2 separate regions of the Zea mays genome follow, and region 2 is linked to region 1. The links are chromatin contacts, called in public HiChIP or PLAC-seq maps. All regions are on one chromosome and are shown on one strand. Each heading gives the region's core, a stretch centred on a gene start, on an enhancer-like site or on the middle of the called end of the contact. The rest is flanking DNA. Distances are from core to core; before and after follow the strand shown. Region 1 holds the start of LOC100284259. Region 2 holds the start of LOC100192924.

The links. HiChIP or PLAC-seq counts read pairs in DNA pulled down with a chosen protein or histone mark.
Region 2: an H3K4me3 HiChIP or PLAC-seq map of leaf shows a contact between it and region 1, with 4 times the contacts expected there. The contact joins the promoter of LOC100192924 here to the promoter of LOC100284259 in region 1. A contact is called at or near these places in 12 of 25 Hi-C or Micro-C datasets (bundle sheath, ear, endosperm and 3 more) and 1 of 3 datasets of contacts at active chromatin or transcription factors (leaf).

Annotation. Positions count from the first base shown.
Region 1 is chr3:119,199,864-119,205,627 of Zm-B73-REFERENCE-NAM-5.0, forward strand. LOC100284259 reads right to left here and starts at 3,145. Exons shown (of 5, transcript NM_001371982.1): 1 at 2,627-3,145; 2 at 1,112-1,356. The coding sequence starts at 2,964.
Region 2 is chr3:119,454,481-119,460,518 of Zm-B73-REFERENCE-NAM-5.0, forward strand. LOC100192924 reads left to right here and starts at 3,661. Exons shown (of 3, transcript NM_001138108.1): 1 at 3,661-4,059; 2 at 4,222-4,557; 3 at 4,680-5,268. The coding sequence starts at 3,785. The coding sequence ends at 4,761.

The DNA.
Region 1 (5,764 bases), core at 1,895-4,394:
CACGGAGCTCCAAGAACACCACATGCATGGCAACAATGATGGAGCTAGCTAGGTAGCTGATCATCATCATCATCATCATCTGTCAAGCGTGCACACATGAGCTGCTACATGATGTAGAGGATCGGGAGATGTGTTGTTGGCAGAGACAAGGGCATTATGCCAGCCAGCCAGGGCGGACACCTACCAAGGATGCAAATCATGGAGCGCACCACACCGCTGGCACATGGTGACCACCACCACACATGCATGCATGCGTGCAAATGAATGCCAATGCAATCATATATACCTACCCAATTAATCCTCAGCCCGTAAAAATTATCGACTTCATGCATTGGTAATGAGTGGTTTAACTAGTAGTCCCTCCCTCCTCGTCCACAAACAAAAATACAAGTATTTGTGCCGGTTAATATAGCTGAAATTTAACCGAGTTTATATTATATTAAATAGGATCAACATTTAGTTTATGTCTGCAAATGAATTTACTATAAAAACATATTCTATAACTTAATCTAATGGTGCTTATTTTATATTATAAATGCTTATATTTAAAAACAAATTTAGTCAAAGTTTAGACTTTTTTTTTTGGAAAAACAAGAATTGCATTCTCTTGTTAACGGAGTGAGTACAGTATACTCATTTTTTTTTTAAAGAAAATGAGTGTCATGAGCAAACTAAAAACTACATGCATGTAGGTCAGGCTTCTTCACATTTGGCCAGTTTTTTTTATGTTTACAAAATGTACATACCGATATGATGCAATTTCGTTTTCATCTAACTAATCTACCATTGAACACTATATCTTAACTAATAGTATGTTCGTATTCTCCAAACGTTAGTACATTTATTTTGTAAATTTGATTCCAGGCATGGTGTTACACATACAGGATTTGACTTATTATATTAGAACGAACTAAAATAAAACACCTTGCATGCATTTTAATTTAAAAACAGATCAGTTCCGTTTCCAAAAAAAAAGAGGAGTATATATACTTTGGTGTACTTTGTAGGTACTTCATTAGAAAGGTTAAAAAAGAATCGAGTGCGCTGTGTTTTTACCGCGATGTAGTAATTATGGTAGTAGTAGTAGCAGCTGTCAAATTAAATTTAGTACCGATGGTGAAGGAGCTGAACATGTTCTCGAGCGCCTTGGACAGCTGCTGGTAGCTCCTGTACATCTTGAGGTCCACTTTGCGCAGGTAGGGCGCGCCGTCCAAGCTCACCTTCACGAACGCGGCACCGCCGCCTGCCGCCGGCGAGGACTTGTCGCCGTTGGCGGCGGCGGCGCCCTTGTCGGACTGCACGGACATGATGTTCTTCCGGAACGACCGGACCGGTGGCCATCCCACCACCTGAGCCCTGCAGGTGTATATACAATATACCTCCCTCTGTCAAAACTCAAAACGTACACACGGTAGATGAGACTGAGACGTCCATCCAGATCCAGCATTAGATTTATAAGTATATACATACTATATACTTTACTGCAAATTGCGTGCAAATTGTTAAGCTGTCCTGTTTTTTTTTTTGGTTCGTTGCTGTTGTATAGTATAAGTATATACACTATATATACTTTACTGCTTTTTTTTGTTTGTTCGTTGCTCATGCATGTAGTCTCTGTGTGGACTGGGTAGTGGTACCTTGTTTTATTTCTTGCCCAAAACATACACGTCGTAGGCATGTGCAAAATGTGTTTTTTTATGAGAAAAAAGTCGATAGTAATATGGAGGAGGGCTAGCTTAGCTAGGCCGGGGGACAGCAGATCTAGAATGGCGATCCATGAACGGTGAACCCAATGTAGCTTACGACCATGGCGCAGTGCATGGGCGTCTATAGTATAGTCTTTGGCAGTATGGGAAACAGAACAGGGGCCCAAATAATAAAAAAGAGAGAGAGATAGATAGATGTATAACCCCACACGCACACACAGTAGTTCTCTGTTCTACCGTGCCGTCACCATCGGTTCTAAGCCTGGCCTGGAGCAGCGAGCGAGCGAGCGATCAGGACCGGATGCATGAACGAACCGGACAGGCGAGTGATGTGGAAAATGATGTTGATGTGGACAAAAAAATGGCAGAGGCAGAGAAAGAGATCTATACGTGCAGTGTGGTGGGGTTTCTTTTCTTTCTTTTATCGTGTCGGCACTAGCCGCTGTCTCCCGCTGCCCCCACACGTAACGTGCCGCTGTCTCTTCCTCCTCCTCCTCCTCGACTGCTGGGCTGGCTGGCTACGACTACGAGCAGTTCGTGGATCGTATCCGGGCTCAACTCATGCATCTTGTCTTCAACCAGCTGGCACGCGGCTGGTGCTCGATCGTTGTTGCGATGATAGGTAGGAGTACGTAGATGTGCGTTCGTGCTCGATCGTGTTCTTCGTTGTTGGATGAACAAAGATCGCATGGTTATTAACACGGTTGGATTAATTCTCCCCCCGGCCCTCTCTGTCTTTCTCTATTACCTATGAGCAAACGGATAAACTGGAGCAGAGAGATTCGTGACTTGAAGCGCGCGGGGCATATATGTGCATCATGGAGTGGAGACGATTAACAGCTAAGCATATATGCACATACGTACGGAACAGAGCTAGAGCTAGGACAGTAGACAGGAGACAGGACAGGACGACGACGTACTTGGCGGCGCGCGGCTTCTCGGCGGGGTCAGCCAGCACGGCGGCGGCGGCGGCGGCGACGCTGCTCTGGCTCGGGGACCGCTTCATCTTCCCGGCCTCCTCCTCCTTCTCAAGGGCAACAGCAACGCCGTGGTCCTCCTCCTCCTCCTCCGCCTCCACGACGGCCGCTGGCTCCAGCTTCAGCTTCAGGTCGATGGTCTCGGCGAAGCCCCTCTTGCCGGAGGCGGAGGAAGAGCTCCTCCCCTCGCCGCCCAGCGCCGGCTCCCCTCCACCTCCCCCGCCGGGCAGGCCCAGGCGGAGCTCCGTCGCCTCGAACCCCAGGTCCGTCGTCGTCGCCATCGCGGCTGCCGTCGTCGCCACGTCCTCGCCTCTCTCTCAATTCTGCTTGGCTTGCTTCTTCTTCGTCTGTTAGCTGCCTAGCTCTGTTCCGAGAGCGAGCGAGGCTCTGGCGCTCTGCAATGTAAAAGGGCTTGCAAATGCAATGGGTTGGGTTGGGAAGGGAAGAGGGGGCAATAATGTCACAAGGGTTGTGGTTGTGGGTGTGTAGAAATAATAGTAGGCTCTCATGATAATGCACGGCCCGTCCAGTTTTGCACATACCACCCTCGCAGAATTAAAGTCTCGACTCTCTGTTTCAAAACACAGACCCAAACACTCCACAGTCCAGAATCCAGATCCAGGAGTTCACACGGACACCGAACCACAACAATCTAAAAAGCAAAGCCAGACTAAACCACCAAAACACCCGGGAAAAAGAGCCTTTTTATTGCTTCATTCATTTCTTAGCACGAGAGTTCTGCATGCTGAATACATTGAGACATAAAAAAGTTCGGGATATCATGCAACCACGTATATTCAGAATTTGAAATCAAAGCGAACTTGGTTGTTTGTGTAATGAAACACACATGTTTGCTACCCTCCTTTACATAAAGCAAAGAGAAAAATGTGTGCTTTGTCGGCCAAGTTCCTTGATTTGATTTAATAGCACACCAATTACTACTTCTAGAATTCCATGGAGCCACTAATCCTTGGCAACCCGTTTTAACAATCACCTTTGTCGGTCCGAGATCCTTTATTACTAGCGCCGCATCACAATAAGCATAGGCTTTGTAAGTAAGACCATCACGTATTGTTGAGCAGCATTTGTGGTACTGATCACGGCCAGACGGTTCGCTCATAGGCATGGACGGTCCATGAATATATCGAATCAGACGGTTAAAACTTCTATCTCTTCGCGTGTTTAGCCCTCTAATCCCGCGAGAGCTGTTGGAGAACGACTAGAAACGGATCCAGACCTCCCCCTTATATATTTAAAGGGGTACGGCCGATTGAAAAACTAACAATCAATCAATCAATCAATATACCTCTAGTTTTTTACATTTTGCCCTAGGAGTAGATAGTAACTTAGATTCCTCTCTCTAATTTTCACCTCTCTCTGGCTCTACGTCGTTTAGAGGTGTCTTGGTTGGCCTGCCGATCCAAAGACAAACCCTAGGATCTCTCCTCCCCGACGGGGTCCCTACCGGGACCGAGATCCAGGTGCTGTTCGGCGAACTCCGCCGCCCTTGCGCACGTGTGGTCCGTCCGGCCCCCAGGCGCGAACCGTCCGGCTTGTTAGGCAGGAACCCTAACCTCTGCGCCAGGTCGTGGAACGTCCGACCCTCGGCTGCGGACTGTCCGCGCTTCCGCAGAGAGCACCGCCGTCGGTACTCATCGCAGTGAATGACGCCCGGATCGACGCCAACACACTTTTTTGGTGACTCCGCTAGAGACATCACGTGAAGATCTATCAGGTTGGCCCTCAACGGCCGGATCAAAAGATAGCTCTAACGTCTCCCCCAGTAACATCATCGAGCCGACTTTGCAAAACTTGCTGGCTGAAGAACAACTGGAGTTCAAGGAGCACTAGGAGCAGCTGATAAAGGAAGCAAAAGCAAAGTTCCTGGCCAATTTCAGAGTGGACAGGAACAACAAGGTTGTTCGACAACGGGCGACTAATCTGGCTTCGCTTCAACCTACTGCGGCTACCCCAAGGTAAGCGAAACAAACGAAATCCAATCTCTTAGAGCTTACATAGATGAGCAGCGAGACCAGATGCAACAGATTACAGGGGGTATGAAAAATGATTATAAAAGGCTAGTGCGTGCATTTGATAAATCCACCGTTGCAAACTTTCGCTCGCACGAGGTTGAATTAGGGGAAAATACACGTGATTCATCGGCAGCAGATTGTCATGACCAGCTGCAACCCCTTTACAGGTGGACAACCACAACCTCCTATGCAAATCAGTGGTAAATCCGCTGATCTGCGCACGTCCGGACCGTCCGCAAGTGAGTGCAAACCGTCCGGTACTATTTCCAGAAACGAATTGCCGAGAACTGCACCCGAGTCGCCACGTACTACGTGAACCCTAAACGACCCCATTCGAACTGTCCGCGTATAGCGCCAGGCAGTCTGAATACATTACCGGACGGTCCGACCATGTGGCCGGGCAGTCCGCGCACACCGCAGAGTACATAGAACCTTATGAGGATGACTATTATCCAAATGCACATCTGTTTCAGCTAAACCTCCCATCACATCCTACAGCGTGCCAGCACAGTAATATAACATCCCAAATCTGTGGGAGTGAGTACTTTCCGGCCCCTCCTAGAAGGCCGGAAAGGAATGACTAGTCCTATGAGCCGCATAGGGCAAGTATTAATGCACCTCAAAACCCAAGCCAGAGGGGAGGGAGACAACATACTAATATCTAGACAACCACACCTATGTTGGACCAGAGAGCCGATGGACTCCCACCGGTCGCCATTGATATAGTGAGGGAAGAGATAGTCGAGGCGTTTTGAGATAAGCTTAGAGTTATCATGATCCCTGGGGGAAGTCATATCAGAGGGCTTATGATAGCCGATTTGATTATCACCCATACCCACACGGAATTAGGATACCTAAATTCACGAAGTTTTTGGGTGACCAGGGTAAGAGCACACGCGAGCACATAGGCCAGCTCTTAACACAATTGGGAGAATTGGTCGACACAGTGGTGTTTCGTGTTCTTTTATTTTCATTATCTTTAACAGGAACTGCATTCGTATTGTATGCCACACTGCCTCTTAATTTTATTTTTTCTGGGAAGATTTAG
Region 2 (6,038 bases), core at 2,411-4,910, 260 kb after region 1:
TATAATATATATAACAATATAGCATATAGGAGGCAATACCAAACATAGCAAAGATGAATATTGAATACTAGAACTGGACAAATCAGAGTTCATATTTTAGAACATCAGTCACACCAGTCGCTAACACAAAGAATGAAAGAATTGAGGGTTGTGTAGGTGCAGAGATGAATTGAAGAGTGCAGTGATGAACAGAGAGATGAACAGAGGGGAATTCAAGAAGGGAACATATCACATAGGGGTGTAACGATGAATGGTACCTTCAGGAAATGTACTCATCTTGCCGCTGCGTAGGCTGCTGCCGTCGCCACCAAGGAGGCTGCAACCGTTGAGGAACAGGCAGCCATTGAGGAGCAAGGAGTGGGCAGCCGTCGTTGAGGAACAAGGAGAGGGCAACTGCTAGAATCAAACAGTTTGTTGGTAGAATAGGGAGAGGGGCAAAGGGTAGCAACCAGTTTTACTAAACCCTAACACTGATGGGCCCTATTACCAGCCCATTAGTCGTTCCCACCCAAATTGGGCCACAACCAGGAGTCCACGACAAAAACAGATCCTAGTCATCCCCACCCAAATTGGACGACTAATCGCATTAAGTCGACGATTAGTTGGACGACCAGAAGATTAATCGGGCAGATCAGGTTGGACTTCCTAGTTGCATCAACAAAACTGACTTGCCCGACTAATCACAACTAATCACGATTAATCGGACGACTTGAAATCATTGATCAGACTATTATAAAGTTGAAATGAAAGACAGGGGAGAAGCCTCTTATGTTATATAAATAAAAATTCACAGAGGTAGACATAAGGGAGTATTAGGACTCTCACAGAAGTCATACATAGAAAAGTACTAAAGAAGTATAGTATGCATCAGTGTAAGGCCACGCATGCGCCAATAGTCAAGGGTGATAAGTTTGGGAATTATCAGTGTCAAAAAGATCAGATGAAGTCAGTACCATATGCTTCTACTATCGGAAGCATTATGTATGCTCAAAATATATATTCGCCCTGACTTAGAATTTACTACCGGATGATTGGGAGATATCAGATCAACCCAAGCATAGAACACTGTAAAGCAGACAAGAAGGCTCTGAGGTACCTACGATACCTACAAGGTACTAAAATGGTATCATGCTAACATACAGAAGATCTAGTTCCCTACGAATAGTTGGCTATGCAGATGCTCATTGAGAATGTTGTAGAGATACACCGAAGTCTACTTCGGGGTATGTATTTGCACTATCTGGAGGAGTTATTTCTTATAAGAGTTGCAAACAGACAACAAATGCATCGTCAACAATGCACACTGAGTTTGTAGCCATGTATGCGGCAAATGGGCATGCTATATAGATGAAAAATTCATACCCGGATTAAGAGCGGTTGATAGCATAGAAAGACTACTGATAATTTACTGCGATAATGAGCCATCAGTATTTTACTCCTATAACAACAAGTCAAGTGGCGTTGCTAAGTTCATTGACATTTAGTGTTATGTTGTTAAGAAGAAGATTCAGGATCAAATCATAAAAGTTGAGCATAACAGTAGATAGTAGATGCTAGTGGGTCCGCTCACGAAAGGCCTTCTACCCAACGTGTTAACACATTACGTAACCGGCATGGGTTTAAGGAAGTGCCTATGATCTTGAATCACAGGGGCTACAGATTGCAACCTAATAAAGTATCTTTTTTTTCTGAAGCAGGGGAGCATGTTGTAGTCAATGAGTACGGTGATACTTAATCGGTCATTGTCATGCATTGGTCTCTATGTGTAAACTTGTCAAGGGACGGAATCCAGAAAAGTTGACTATAAGGAATGTAGAGAACAAAGGGGAGATTGTTGGATGTGTCCTCTACAGCCGGTCATAGTGACTGGATTGGGCTTAACCCAACTGTCCATCTCCTTAATCGGGCCCTTGATTGGGGGTCCACGCTAACCTTAGTTGGTCCCCCGGTCACACAACACTGTATAAAGGATTAAGGGTCGCAGGAAAGCCAATACTAGTACTTGCCTAAAACGACTCGGATCTTGCTACCCGCTGTTCCACTGCATGGGGAAATGGAGGTGACGCCGACGACAACGACACCTCTCCACCACCACCTCGCGGGACTCGTTAACAACAACGATGAATGTATGTTTCCTTATGCCTCTAAGTAGAATAAATCTACTCGTCATTGAGGATAGGAGCTTAGGAATCGATACTAGACACCGTAGAATCTAACATTACATATATCTTTTAGTAAACCGATGTGGTGGATTATTACGTACTGATCAGGATAGGGAGAGGGGAGTAAAAACAGCTCACAAGATCTAAACTATATAATCTGAAGGTTAATTTGGAATGAATTTGAACTGCCCAATTGGTCCATATATCTAGCGCAAGTCATCCAAAGCAAGGATGAACGACAAGGTAATCCAAATCAGACGACAATTTCCAGAGGTTTCTGCGTCTGGACCACCGCAGTATGACATCGATCCCATCACCAAATAAAATCATAGCTTACCTGAAGGGGGGGACCATGCATGCTGGTGTGTGTTCCACACAACAAAACAAAACAAGAAAAAGAGGAGCTTTATTTAGTGGTTAGCTAAAGGAACATCACTATCTGTGTGTGCAAAATTAACAATCCTTTCCGATATATATATATGCATGCGGTATCCAAAGAGAGATAGAAATTATATAAGCAAGGCATATCTGTCGTTAGCGGCTTAACGATGCTTTCGCGAGGCGTGTTTTCTGGGTAATAAACAAGCCACCCCCCCCCCCCCCACTAGGGCTACTGCCCTAGGTAGGCCCCACTGGCCAGCCAACCAACAAACCTAAAGAAAGCGAGAAGGCTCGAGAAAGAAGGGACAGGCTAAGGCCTAGTGGGAAGAGGAGAAAGAACGTATGTACGGGGGTGCATGGATGCATGATGCATGGCCATAGAAGAGGGAGATGAGAGAGAGAGAGTATAGATAGTATTGTATTGTATGTGCAGATTAGAATCGAAGATGCTCCCCGATATATCTCTAATAATGCATGATCGCATGCGTCCTAATCATGTCATGCCTGCCTGCCTATTTATAATTGTTAGTAACAACCATAGCGGCATCCTTGTAGTAGTGCATGGATTCGGGTGCCGGCCCGTATACTCAACTCGCTCGTTTGGCGCCCGGCAGAGACCGGGCTTTAGGGTTCATCCTTGCATTGCTGTAATAAAATCCATGTCGAGAAGACGGTCAGAAAGAACCTCAAGACCCGAGTGTATGTAGCTTTTGGTCATCGGATCGGAGCCTGCGAAGTGCGTCCACAACCCGCCCGCCCGGCAGTATGTATGTACACGCATGCGAATGCGATGGGCCGCCTAACCCGTGACCCGACGGATAAGCCGTGGGGCCCGCGATGGCCACTGGCGGAGTGTGGGGGCGGGTGGGCGGGCCGGCCTGTCCCTGGTCGGCCTGGCAGGCCCACCGACGGCTGCACCCTGCTCCGCAACCCACCCCAGCGGTTTGTACGCGCACCACACGCACACCCATCGGCGCATGGCTGGGCTCTGGCCTGGCCTGTGACCTCTGGCACGTGTGTGTGGCGGTGGCGGGGCCTCGCACGCCCACACGCCCCTCCCTCAGGCCTCACCTCTCTATAAAACATCACGCCGGCCAAACCACACGCACAGCGCCAAGGGCACCACCAGCAAGGACCAAGACAGAGCACAGCGCAGCTCGTCGGCCTCTCGACGCCGGTTGCTGCAACCACCGCCTTTATTGCCCACGCGGGCCGTGCGGAAGAAGCAAGAAGACACGCCAATGGAGGTCGCCGCAGCATCGGCAGCGAGCTACGGATTCAAGGCCGACGACGACGTTGACAGCCTCAGGGCGACGGAGCTCAGGCTTGGCCTGCCGGGCACGGAGGAGAAGGAGGAGGCCGAGGAGCCCCAGCACAAGGCGGCACCGCCGCCGCCGTCCACGCCCAGAGGCAAGAAGCGCGACGTCGTCGCCAGCAGCGGGCCCGAGGACGCGCCCAAGAAGCGCGACTGCGAGACCGACGCCGACGCCGACGCCGCGCCGCCGCCGGCCGCCAAGTGAGTAGCGACTACAGCGTTAGCGATTCGATGCTTCGGTTAGTTCACGGTCACCACGCACGCACGCGCGCGCGCAGATCAGGTCTGCAGCAGCAAGCAGAGCAGCGTGCAACTCCTGGCGCGCACATGCAGCGGCTCACGTCACGCACCGTCCTTGCGCAGGGCTCAGCTGGTGGGATGGCCGCCGGTGAGGTCGTACAGGAAGAGCTGCTTCCAGCAGCAGGCGGCGGCCAAGAACAAGCCGGCGGCAGCCCTGGCGGAGGAGGCCCCGGCCGCCGGCGGGTTGTTCGTGAAGGTGAGCATGGACGGCGCCCCCTACCTCAGGAAGGTGGACCTCAAGATGTACAAGGGCTACCGCGAGCTGCGGGAGGCGCTGGAGGCCATGTTCCTCTGCTTCTCCGGCGCCGCCGACGCGCCCGCCGTCAACCCCTCCGACTTCGCCGTCACCTACGAGGACAAGGACGGCGACCTCATGCTCGTCGGCGACGTGCCCTTCGGGTAATAAGTGCTTGCCAAACATATATACTAGTATTTGATATGCATGGAGATTGTGTACGTCTATATATATTTGGACGACGGTATCTGATTCGTTGGTTTTTCCTCTACTTTTGTCTCTGCAGCATGTTCATCAGCACCTGCAAGAGGCTGAGGATCATGAAAGGGTCTGAAGCGAGAGGGCTCGGCTCGGCCAAGAACAACTGATGATGAGGCGTCTATCGCATGCTTGTGCTGTGCGTGCGTGCATGCGCCAGCAAATTCTTTTGTTCTTTTGGGGTCTTATTTCTTCTCCAAGGCGTCCCTGCATGGGTGTGGGCGTGTGGTGTTGAGTATTATGTACCTTCTCCCCTAGCATTGTCTGTGCCAACAATGGAGCAGCAGCTAGCAGCAAACCAGAGACATGGCGAGGCGAAAGATGAAGCTGCTTGCTTGGAAGGAGAGAGAGAGAGAGAGAGAGAGAGAGAGAGAGAGAGAGAGAGAGAGAGAGAGGGAAGCTTTGTGCATGCGTGGAATGATGTGTGGTCGCTTTGTTCTTTTTCTTTTGTGCCCCTTGTAGGGGTGTGTGTGTGTGTGTTTAGCAAGACATGCAAAAGGAGTGGAGAGTCGAGTTGAATCTCCATGATGCGTGGTTGTACAAAGCCAAAGATCACTCTTCTTTCTTGTCTATCAGTCTATTGTCTATCTATCGATCAGCAGCCTGGTCGTTGCTTCTGTAATTGCGAGTGTTGAAATTGCAGGGGAGGAATTGTTTTCCTCTCTGTCCCTGGTGAGTTGAGTTATCTATCCGAATAACACGATCGAGGAACTAGTGTTCCTTACGAATGTATTCACATCATCACATGCCATATGCCCAAGCTATAAGCTAGGCCACCATTTTCAAGATCCAGGAAAAGCTTGCTTCGCCATTGCACCACACTTGGCACCTTGCCAGGTCGGGTAACAGGCAGGCAAAGCTACCAAATTGGCCGGCCGGGCATGGTCAGAAACCAGAAGGCAGAGCTGGTTAAGGCTCAACAGAAACCAATGCTCTGGTCTGGGTCTGGGTCTGGGTCTGGGTCTTGGTCTTGATCTCTGGCGAAGAGCGAGAGAGAGAGAGAGAGGGCTAAATCTGGGTGCTGCACACTTGCAGAGCCGAGAGCGCCCACCCATTGGCCATTCAGATTTCCTTCCCACTGGGTAACGTGCCGCTGTTCCTGGCCGCGCCGACAGGGGACATGTGGCGCACATGGTTTCAGACTTTCAGTTCAGTCGAGTCCCGGACGGACGACGACGCGAGAGGGGATCGAGGCTCCCGCTCCTCCCGTCGTCCCGGCTCCACGCCGTCGCTGGCAGGCGGTCGGTCCGGCCGCCCACCGGAGAGCATAGAGCCTGGAGCTCCAGGCAGCAGCTAGGACCCAGGCGGCGGAAGCAGCCAGCAGCAGCATCGGCGGGCAGCGAAACCAATGGATTGGCGCAGTGCAGATGCAGCATGGAGCCGAGGC